2 separate regions of the Mus musculus genome follow, and region 2 is linked to region 1. The links are chromatin contacts, called in public promoter capture Hi-C maps. All regions are on one chromosome and are shown on one strand. The core of a region is the stretch at or near the end of the contact, and the rest is flanking DNA. Distances in the headings are between cores, read along the strand shown. Region 1 holds the start of Hrk (harakiri, BCL2 interacting protein (contains only BH3 domain)). Region 2 holds the start of 1700081H04Rik (RIKEN cDNA 1700081H04 gene).

What was found. Promoter capture Hi-C pulls out the DNA fragments that hold promoters and counts their contacts.
Region 2: a contact with region 1 is called in a promoter capture Hi-C map of stem cell-derived epiblast-like cells, with 6 times the contacts expected there. The contact joins the promoter of 1700081H04Rik here to the promoter of Hrk in region 1.

The regions. Positions count from the first base shown.
Region 1 is chr5:118,167,556-118,171,943 of GRCm38.p6, reverse strand. It overlaps Hrk (harakiri, BCL2 interacting protein (contains only BH3 domain)), which reads right to left and starts at 2,180. Exons shown (of 2, transcript NM_007545.2): 1 at 1,816-2,180. The coding sequence starts at 2,161. The coding sequence ends at 1,883.
Region 2 is chr5:119,105,635-119,110,022 of GRCm38.p6, reverse strand. It overlaps 1700081H04Rik (RIKEN cDNA 1700081H04 gene), which reads right to left and starts at 1,787. Exons shown (of 4, transcript NR_040693.1): 1 at 1,308-1,787.

The DNA of each region.
Region 1 (4,388 bases), core at 931-3,430:
GGCGCGCAAGGGACCTTCAGAGCCAGGGAGCCGGGCCGCAGGGCGCCCCGAAGCGACAGTTCTCTTCGCCAGCGCCCGGGCTGCGCGGGCCCACGCGACATCTGTCGCCCGCGCTCCCGGCTCACACCCCGCTCACCCCCGCAGCTCCTCGGGCGCTGCCACCCCCCACGCTCCGGCTGCCGCCTCTCCCTGCGGCGCCGCGCCAGCTTCCTAAGGTGTCTGCGCGCCCGTCGGGCAGGGCTGGGATCAGCCCAGAGCATCTCAGGGTCTCTGGCTACCTTACCTGTGATCTTCACATTCCGACCCATTCTCGGAAGTCAGCCTAGTTCCCACCCACCCCACCCCGTTTTATGAAGCCTCTGCACTAGAAATCTAGAAAGGCGACCCCGACCGACACTTCTTGCTCCCCCAAACCGCCTAGCCCGGTACCTGGCACACAGCGGGTGCTCACAGGTCACCCTACCAAGGACCCACCTATAGCCTCCCGATATCAAACATTAGGCACCCAGCACCCAGGGACGGTCCGGAGCACACAGCAGGCGCCCACACCTCTCGCCGTCGCTGGGGAAGGTGATAGGAGGCCAAGCTGTAAACCGCGACACCTCGTGGTAAAAGGAGCAACAAAGTTACCCAGGAGATGGGACCTTGATGTGCGCCTGCCTTGGAGAGAGGACCACGACCTACCCCTGAGAAACTTCCACGGGAGCGGGGGTGGGAGGAGTTGGGGGGTCATAGAGAATGGGGATCACCACAAACTGCAGACCCTTGAGGAGACGGGAGTTGGCAGTGGAGATATGGAGACCTGGTCAAGTTGGAATACCAGGCGGTTTGAAAAGGGCCGGGGACTCGAGAACCTGTGGTGCATAATTAGGGGAGACTCTTAGCTCGGACTGGTGCAGTTCTACTGCGTGTGTTTACTGGGGCTGGCAGCGATTGTGGTGGCTTACGTCCTTCTAAAACCACTATGCTGCAGAGGAAGGAGGAGGAGAGAGAAGAGGGAGAAAGGAGAGAGGGGACAGTGAGGAGAGAGAGAAGGGGGGGAGAGAGAGAGAGGTGGAGAAGGAAGGGGGGACACGGGGTAGTGGGAGAGGAGAGAGAAAGCAGACTGGAGAAAGGGAAAACAGGAGAAAGTGGAAAGGCAGAGGAGAGCTACACAAGGGGAAGAATAACGTGAGCCAGGGGATTGGAGAAAGAAGAGAGTGAAAACACTGAAGAGAGATGAGAGTGAGGGAGAAGAGAGAGGAGTGGGGAGGGGGGGGAGAGTGAAGACAGAACAGAGACAGGGGAGCGGGAGGAGAGGGGGAGGAGGTAAGGAAAAAGAGGAGAGAGAGAGGGAAAGGAAAGGGAGAGGAAGGAGAAGGGGAGGAGGGAAGGAAAAAGAGGAGAGAGAGAGGGAAAGGAAAGGGAGAGGAAGGAGAGAGGGGGAGAGAGTGGAGATGGAGAGTGGAGGGAAAGAAGAGAGGAGAGAGATGAAGGAGGGAAGGAGAGAGGGAGAGAGAGGAAGGAGGGAGGAAGAGAGAGAGGGAGAGAAGAGAGAGGGGGAAGGAGAAGGGAGGAAGAGAAGAGAGAAAGGAGAGAGGAACAGAGGGAGGAGGAGAGAGAATGAGGGAAGAGAGGGAGGGAGAGGGAGAGAGAGAGAGAGAGAGAGAGAGAGAGAGAGAGAGAGTAGGGGGGATGAGGCGGAGCAGATACTCGGGGTCTGGATAAAGAGGGACAGAGGGCAAGCGAAGAGTAGGAGACCGGGTCCGCTGTTCCTCGCCGAGGAGCCCTGGCTCCCGCTGTCGCTGTCGCTCTCCCGCCCGCTTGCCCGCGTACCTGTTGCTCGGTCCGGGCTGGGTCTCGGCTCCGGTCCCCCCCACCAAGAAGGCCCCGCGCGCGCCGCCTACGCGCTCCGCCTGCCGAGCAGCCAGGCCGCCAGCGCCGCCACCTGCGCGGCCGCGCACAGCCAGGGCCAGCGGGCGCGGAGCGCGGGCAGCAGCGCGGGCAGCGGGTCCCGGGGCCGCGCGCGACGCCGCATGGCGCGTCGGTGCAGCTCGTCGCCCAGCGCCTGCAGCCGCAGCGCGGTCACCTGCGCCGCCGCCCAGCGCAGCCCGGGGCGAGCGTCGCCGCAACCGCACACGGCCGGGGGCCCGCGGCCGCGATGCCGGGGACACGGGCACATGGCGTGCGGAGGAGCCTCCCTGGACCCCAAGTTTCGCCCTTCACCGCGCGTTTGTTGTGCTGACGGCGCTATTATTAATTAAAGTGTCACATGGTGGAGGGGGCGGGGAGGGCGCGGGGAGGGGGTTACATCATCCGGCCCGGGGGGTGGGGAGTGTGTGCAGGAGAAAAAGCCGAGAGGTAACTTTTAACCCTCGAGACGCCGGCAGGGCGGGGACAGGCAGGGATGCGGGGCTTCGGGAATGCTGGCCCGGGGTCCGCTGTTTCGCTTCCCGGGCTGCGGGAGGCTCCAGCTCGGAGATAGCCTGGAAAGCCAGCTCGGTGCGCACTGTGAATTGAGCTCCGGGAGAATTCGGCCGTAATGCGAAAAGATCCCCGGGCTGTTGTGTGGCCTGGGTGGTGGGAGGCAGGGTTCAAGCCGACTTGCCCTGTTTCGGGACAGCCTCCGCACCTGTCAGCCTCCGGGTGGGTGCACACATTCCTGACACGCGTTCGCACCCCCTTCTGGTGACCTGACTTAAGCGCACCCCGGGGTGGGAGCCTGAACCCTGAAATGAAGGCGGGGGACCCGGGATGGGTTGGACTCCAACTTGGGCGAGTCGCCTTTGCACTCAAGACATCTCCCCACCCCCCACCCCCCACCCAAGAACGTGGTTCTAGAGAGAAGTTCTTGCAGCCTGCTTACTTTGTAGGCTTTATCTTTTCAAACGGGGTCAGAGTTTGCTGGCGACCCTGTAAGGCTTTGCCTTGGTGCCCAGTGAGGTTACCTAACCCAAAGGAAGACCAATCCAGTTTTGCTCCAGCTCCAGCCTGGGAAGTCCTCTGGGGAGGGTGCCGACCAGTGAGGAGGCTCCTGGGACTCCTTAGGGTGCTAGAGAGACCCGCCCACCATGTCCAAGCCACTGGATTTTGGACAGCTTTGGGATTGGGGCCTGAAGGAGCAGGGAAGTGGTCCATATACAACCTGGTCCATATAGTGGTTTCAGGCCAGCCACAGTTACAGAGAGAATCCTTTATTTAAAAACCCCAAAGAGTCAGGGATGCCTCTGTGGGTAAAGGTGCTTGCAACCGAACCTGATGACTTAATTTCAGTCCTGTGAATCCGTGTGTTCCAAAGACAGAAATCTGATACCCACAGATTGTCCTCTGACCTCCATATGTACTACCCTATGTGTATGCACATAAGATAGATAGATAGATAGATAGATAGATAGATAGATAGATAGATAGATAGATAGATAGATAGGAGATAGACAGACGTATTCAAACAGAAAACAAGTCGAGCAGTGGTTGTACACGCCTTTAATCCCAACACTTGGGAGGCAGAGGCAGGCAGATTTCTGAGTTCGAGGCCAGCCTGGTCTACAGAGTGAGTTCCAGGACAGCCAGGGCTACACAGAAAAACCCTGTCTCAAAAAACCAAAATAAATAACTAAAACCCAAAAGATAAGAAACTATGAACTCACCTTTTTGGAGTTCTGTGATGTTATTGTGACTTTCCTTTTGTTTCAAAAACTCTGCTACGGTGTAACCAGAAGCTCTCCTGCCTCATCCTCCTGACCACCAAATGACAGGAGGACTCTGCAGCTTGACTGACTTTCAGCCACATCAATGGGCTACGGGCTCCCTTGGAAGCTTGGTGAGGTGACTGTCAGAGCTCAGCATAGCCCAGCTGTGTGCTTTTGGTGACCCTCGCCCCCACCCAGTGGGCAGTCACTGTGCCCTTACTACCCACACTACAGAGTACCTTCCATGCCAGCTGCCTGCCAAGGTCCTGGCCTGTGCTCCTACAGAGACTCTTTCGGTGTCCTGTTTTTCAACATGAGGAAGCCAAGGCCCAAGTCCATGAGGCCTCTTGCCCAAGATAGGGGTTAGTACAAAGCAAAGGCTGGCTCTGAACCAGGGCACCCAGTAGCAGGCACAAAACTCTAGCTATGGCTTGACACTGGACTCTGTATTCTGAGACTGATAATACCTCCCTCCCAGGACCGGGGCCCAGATTAAATGAAAGAACCCTGTGCCAAGCGCCTGGCACGCATCGGGCTCAAATAAACCTCCGTCCCCTCTGATTCTGGCCAGAACTCCTTCCCCATCTCCCGGGACTCCCCCTCCCTAATCCCAGCCATCCTTAACAGAGGGGCAGCTGAACCATTGCCCGAGTGTAGTGGTCCAAGATTGAAGATACAGTGTCTATTTAAAAAGCCCTTTGGATTTAAATTGAACAATCC
Region 2 (4,388 bases), core at 538-3,037, 940 kb before region 1:
ATGTGTACACACACTCACACACATTCACACACTCCACATGCACATGCCTTTTGAATCCTGTCATAAATGTTTCCCAGATACCCTCTCATGCAATATTTGCAATTCTACCATTACACAATAATAACAATTCCATCAAGTTGGGGTCTAGTGCTCACAAAGCCCTGGGTTCAATCTCCAGTAGTGTGATGATGATTAATGGTAAAAATAATGTTGTGGGTTGATTCATTGTCAAGTCCTTCATATGAAGCTGATAGTGAATGTCGATGCCCAGTAATATCCTGTTTGTTTCACAGACAGTGACATGGAGGAGTGGAGGCTGAGTCACTCATTGGCTACAGCACAAGTAACATGTGATGATGGTGGTGTAACAGCCTTGCTCTCAGAGACAGTCTTACCCTGTGCTGGTTGGACAAGTCCATAAAACAAAGCAAATATGTCATGTATTATATAAAGAGATAGACACATAGACAGATGATAGATAGATAGATAGATAGATAGATAGATAGATAGATAGATAGATATGCAGACAGGCAGAGAGGCAGATAGATGATAGACAAATGATAGGTAGATTTATTGATAGATAGATAGATAGATAGATAGATAGATAGATAGATAGATAGATAGATAGATAGATAGATAGAGTTTGGAAGATTTGATGAACAAATAGACAATAGATACATGAAATATGGTCTGGTAGATGATAAATGATAAAAATATAAAATATAGATACATAGTTTATAGATAGTTATGTAGAATCATGTTCAAACAAAAATATAAAATATAGATACATAGTTTATAGATAGTTATGTAGGATCATGTTCAGATGATAGCTACCTAACTAGATGATCAACAGACAGATAGACACATGGATTACAAATAGATGACTCATTCCAGTGACAAGTCCCTTGCCAGCTCCAACCCCACCGTGATGAAGTTATCATTTATTTTGTAATGGTAGAATTCGACTATCCATATCTGTTCAGTGACACAACCATTAACTGTTCACTGAGCCCCCTTTATGTGCCAGGTGTCATAGGCACCTTGGTGAGGAACTGCAAGATGGTATGACAAAGAATAAACGTTCTTTGGAACTCTAGATTTAGCATCACTTAACCAACCCAAGAGTGAGACTTAAGCTTAGATGTTACTCATTTGTGTGTGTATGTTGGGGGGGGGGGTCAAGAAGGGAGATTGAGGCAGCCCAGAAATGTGTTGCCACTGATTGGGCCCCTGGAGAGTGTAGAGCTGTTTGAAACCAGGGAGGAGGGTACCTGAGGCTAGGCAAGCAGTGCCTGAGGCTAACTCACCTTGTCCAAGAGGCCCCCAGAAACGATGTTCCCACTTTCAACCGGCATGCTGTAGAATGACAGTCTGTTGTCTGATGTGCCTCATTCTGTGGCACTCAAAGTAAAGATGTGCAGGCAGAAGGAAGGTGTTCACTGAGTGGCTCTGGGCAAAGAGAACCTAAGCATCTCATCTCGGTGAGGGACAGTCAGAGTCCACCTAGAGCCAGATGCTATAGAGCAGCTTGAATGAAAGAGAGTCGAAGCAAGGAGATAAGAAGCCCCTGACCCAATTAGTAGTAACCTGTTGAGTTCAGTATTCAGATATCCCTAGGAATGACTGTAAACTTGTCACAGATGCACAGGTACGGGAACACACAATAGAAAATAATTTTCCCACATGCAGACAAACTCACTGGTCTTCACCATGACCCTAGGAACCAAGCAGTGCTGGGGACGACCTATCTTCATGTACAGAAGAGAATAGGGGTGTTGAGTCTGAGTCTGGTTGCTAGGGTTACCCAGACAGGTTATGATAGATGAGCTGAGACTCCAAGCTAAGAACTCCAGCTCCAGGGCCCTCTCCTTGGTATCTGAGTGTTCTGAATTCTTGCCCTATCCTATTTCAGGAAGGGACAGCTGGGTGGGGGGAAAGAACAGCTGCCCTCAGCCTCATAAAAGATGAGGTTCTTGCCCCCTGCTGCTATGAAAGGAAGGGGACAAATCCTTTGGTTCTAACTGGAAATAAAGAAAATTAAGCTAAGATATTGTAGCGTGAGGGAGAAACATTTTCCCAATTCTGTTCTGGAAGGGGTTTAACCCATTCGGCCATTCACCTCCGATGACTGTGTCTGGGGGAACTAGGGGACATGTTTCTCCATCCTTCCCTTTCTTAATTTGTAAAGTGGAAACAATCTTGTCACCTGACTCAAAGGTCAACTGTGTTTATTTTGTACTTACAGTTGAACGCTATGAGTGATTAACATTGAATGCTATAATTGTTACCATTCTAAACTACTTTTACCATCTGTTAATGGTTGGGTGGGGTCTCTCTAGGCTGGGTCTCTATCTCATCGATGGTTGGTTGAAGGTCTCTCTAGGCAGGCTATCTGTCTCATCACTGGTTGGTTGGGGTCTCTCTAGCCCAACTATCTATCATCACTGGTTGGTTGGGTTCTCTCTAGCCCAACTATCTATCTCATCACTGATTGGTTGGGATCTTTTTAGGTAGGTTAACTCATTGGTTCACACTCTACTTCCTTTTCAAATGCCCTCAGTGGTTACATACAAAACAGGGCCCCTCACATTCTTCATCCTTTTCCTTCATCAATGATGCTTACTCCATCTCTCCTCTTCCCCACAGATGCACTGTCTTATCATACTCTGTTGAGAGAATAGATACCATAGATCTAAGATGCCATCTTCAAACTCTTGAGCCTACACTGACCTTTCAATAGCTTTCACACATACCCAGATTTTCAACATTTATCACATCACTAAGGAAGCTCATGGGGCTGCGATGTGCCCAGATACGTCATTATGCTAGAGAGTAAGTTTTGCAAGACTGTACTGTGATAGAGTGATTTCTTGTGCTTCCACGGGAAGCATGTGCTGGGTAGTGTTGCATGAGAGGCCTGTAGCCTCAGTTTCCCCATTGCTCCTCAGAGTCTTGACGGGCATTGGTGCCTACTTTCCATGTTTTACAAACTGTGGCTCAGACAGAGACATGACTCCAGACATAATGGAAGGCTGGCATGTCTGGTTCTGTGTTCCCACTGCCCTCCTTGGCATGTGAGGCCTCCCACGTCATACCCGGAAGGTCAGGTTTCTGTATGAACATTCTCTGCCTCCTTCCCACCTTAGCAGGGGCTGAGCCCCCTTCCATCATGCCCTCAGCCCGTACCCCTGGAGTCCCTGACCAGCCAGCTCCTTGCTCTATGGCTGTGCTATTCCATCTGCAGGATGAAGCCCTTTAGGGAGCACACCTGATTTTCATCCTGTCCCATCTTAGTTTCTCCTAGCTTTCCCCTCTTCTCTCACCACTCCACCATTTTCTCTGAACACCGATGTGGGAACAGGAACCATATACTTCTGTAATATATTTCCTTTCATTTTATCCTGAAGAGAACCATGGAAGACTGGGCTCACCATTTGTCAGATTGGGAAATGAGATGTCTAGAGGTCCTGGGAGGGGGGAAGGGGAATTACTTTGGTGCCCCGGTGCTACATGTCCCCTTTGTCTGGTAAAGGCCAGCAGAGTTGGGACCCTACTGGCATTAGCTTGACATACAGCTCTGTGCTTATATCCACAACCCCCTTTACTACTACTGCCTTGCTAAGTGGAGGTGATGTAGCTACAGACTGGTGTCTGCTATGTGCTCTTCTCTTCTTTCCCACTATCCATAACAGGATGAGGATGGAATCTCCAGGAGCAGCCTGACAGAGGAATAGCCAACAATAGCATCTAGGAATTGGGACTGAGTGGTTATATGCCCTGAGTGAAGACAGGAAATCTAGGTGCACACCCATGCTAAGGATCTTAGTCTGGGTCCTGAGAGTAGAGAGACACCATCGGAAGTGTCTAATGGATGCAGCAAGGGTGATGGCATTTCCTCGACATTCTACTGTGTGAACCTGGACTGACGGCTGATTAGAAAAGGACATGTCACCTCTCCTCCTCTCTCCCCGAGACAGGTTGAGGAGATTGTGTCTCCTGGCCTTAGTAACATTTAAAGACATTTATGCCACATGCCTCGCCTGGACTTGTTGAACACAGAGAAGACCCCTGTGAGAGAGATGTGGATCCAGGAGGCCACAAGTTGTCAGTGACTTCCTTACCACTCCAGAATGAACACTGAGGGTGTTCCTAAAGGAGAAGCCATGAGCCTCCCCTTGTCCTCCTCTGTTGAAGACATACAGCATGGAGGGTTTCAAAAGATGCAATCAATGCTTAGTAACATAGGGAGATATTCTGAGATGTCCATTTAAGGATATGTGCTGTAGTAATGTGTTATGAGCTATGAGAACACCCCAAGTAGGAGAGAGTCATATTGGTGGTGGAGAGGTCTAGGGAATGAGAATGTCAGAAGCACTAACAATTCTGCA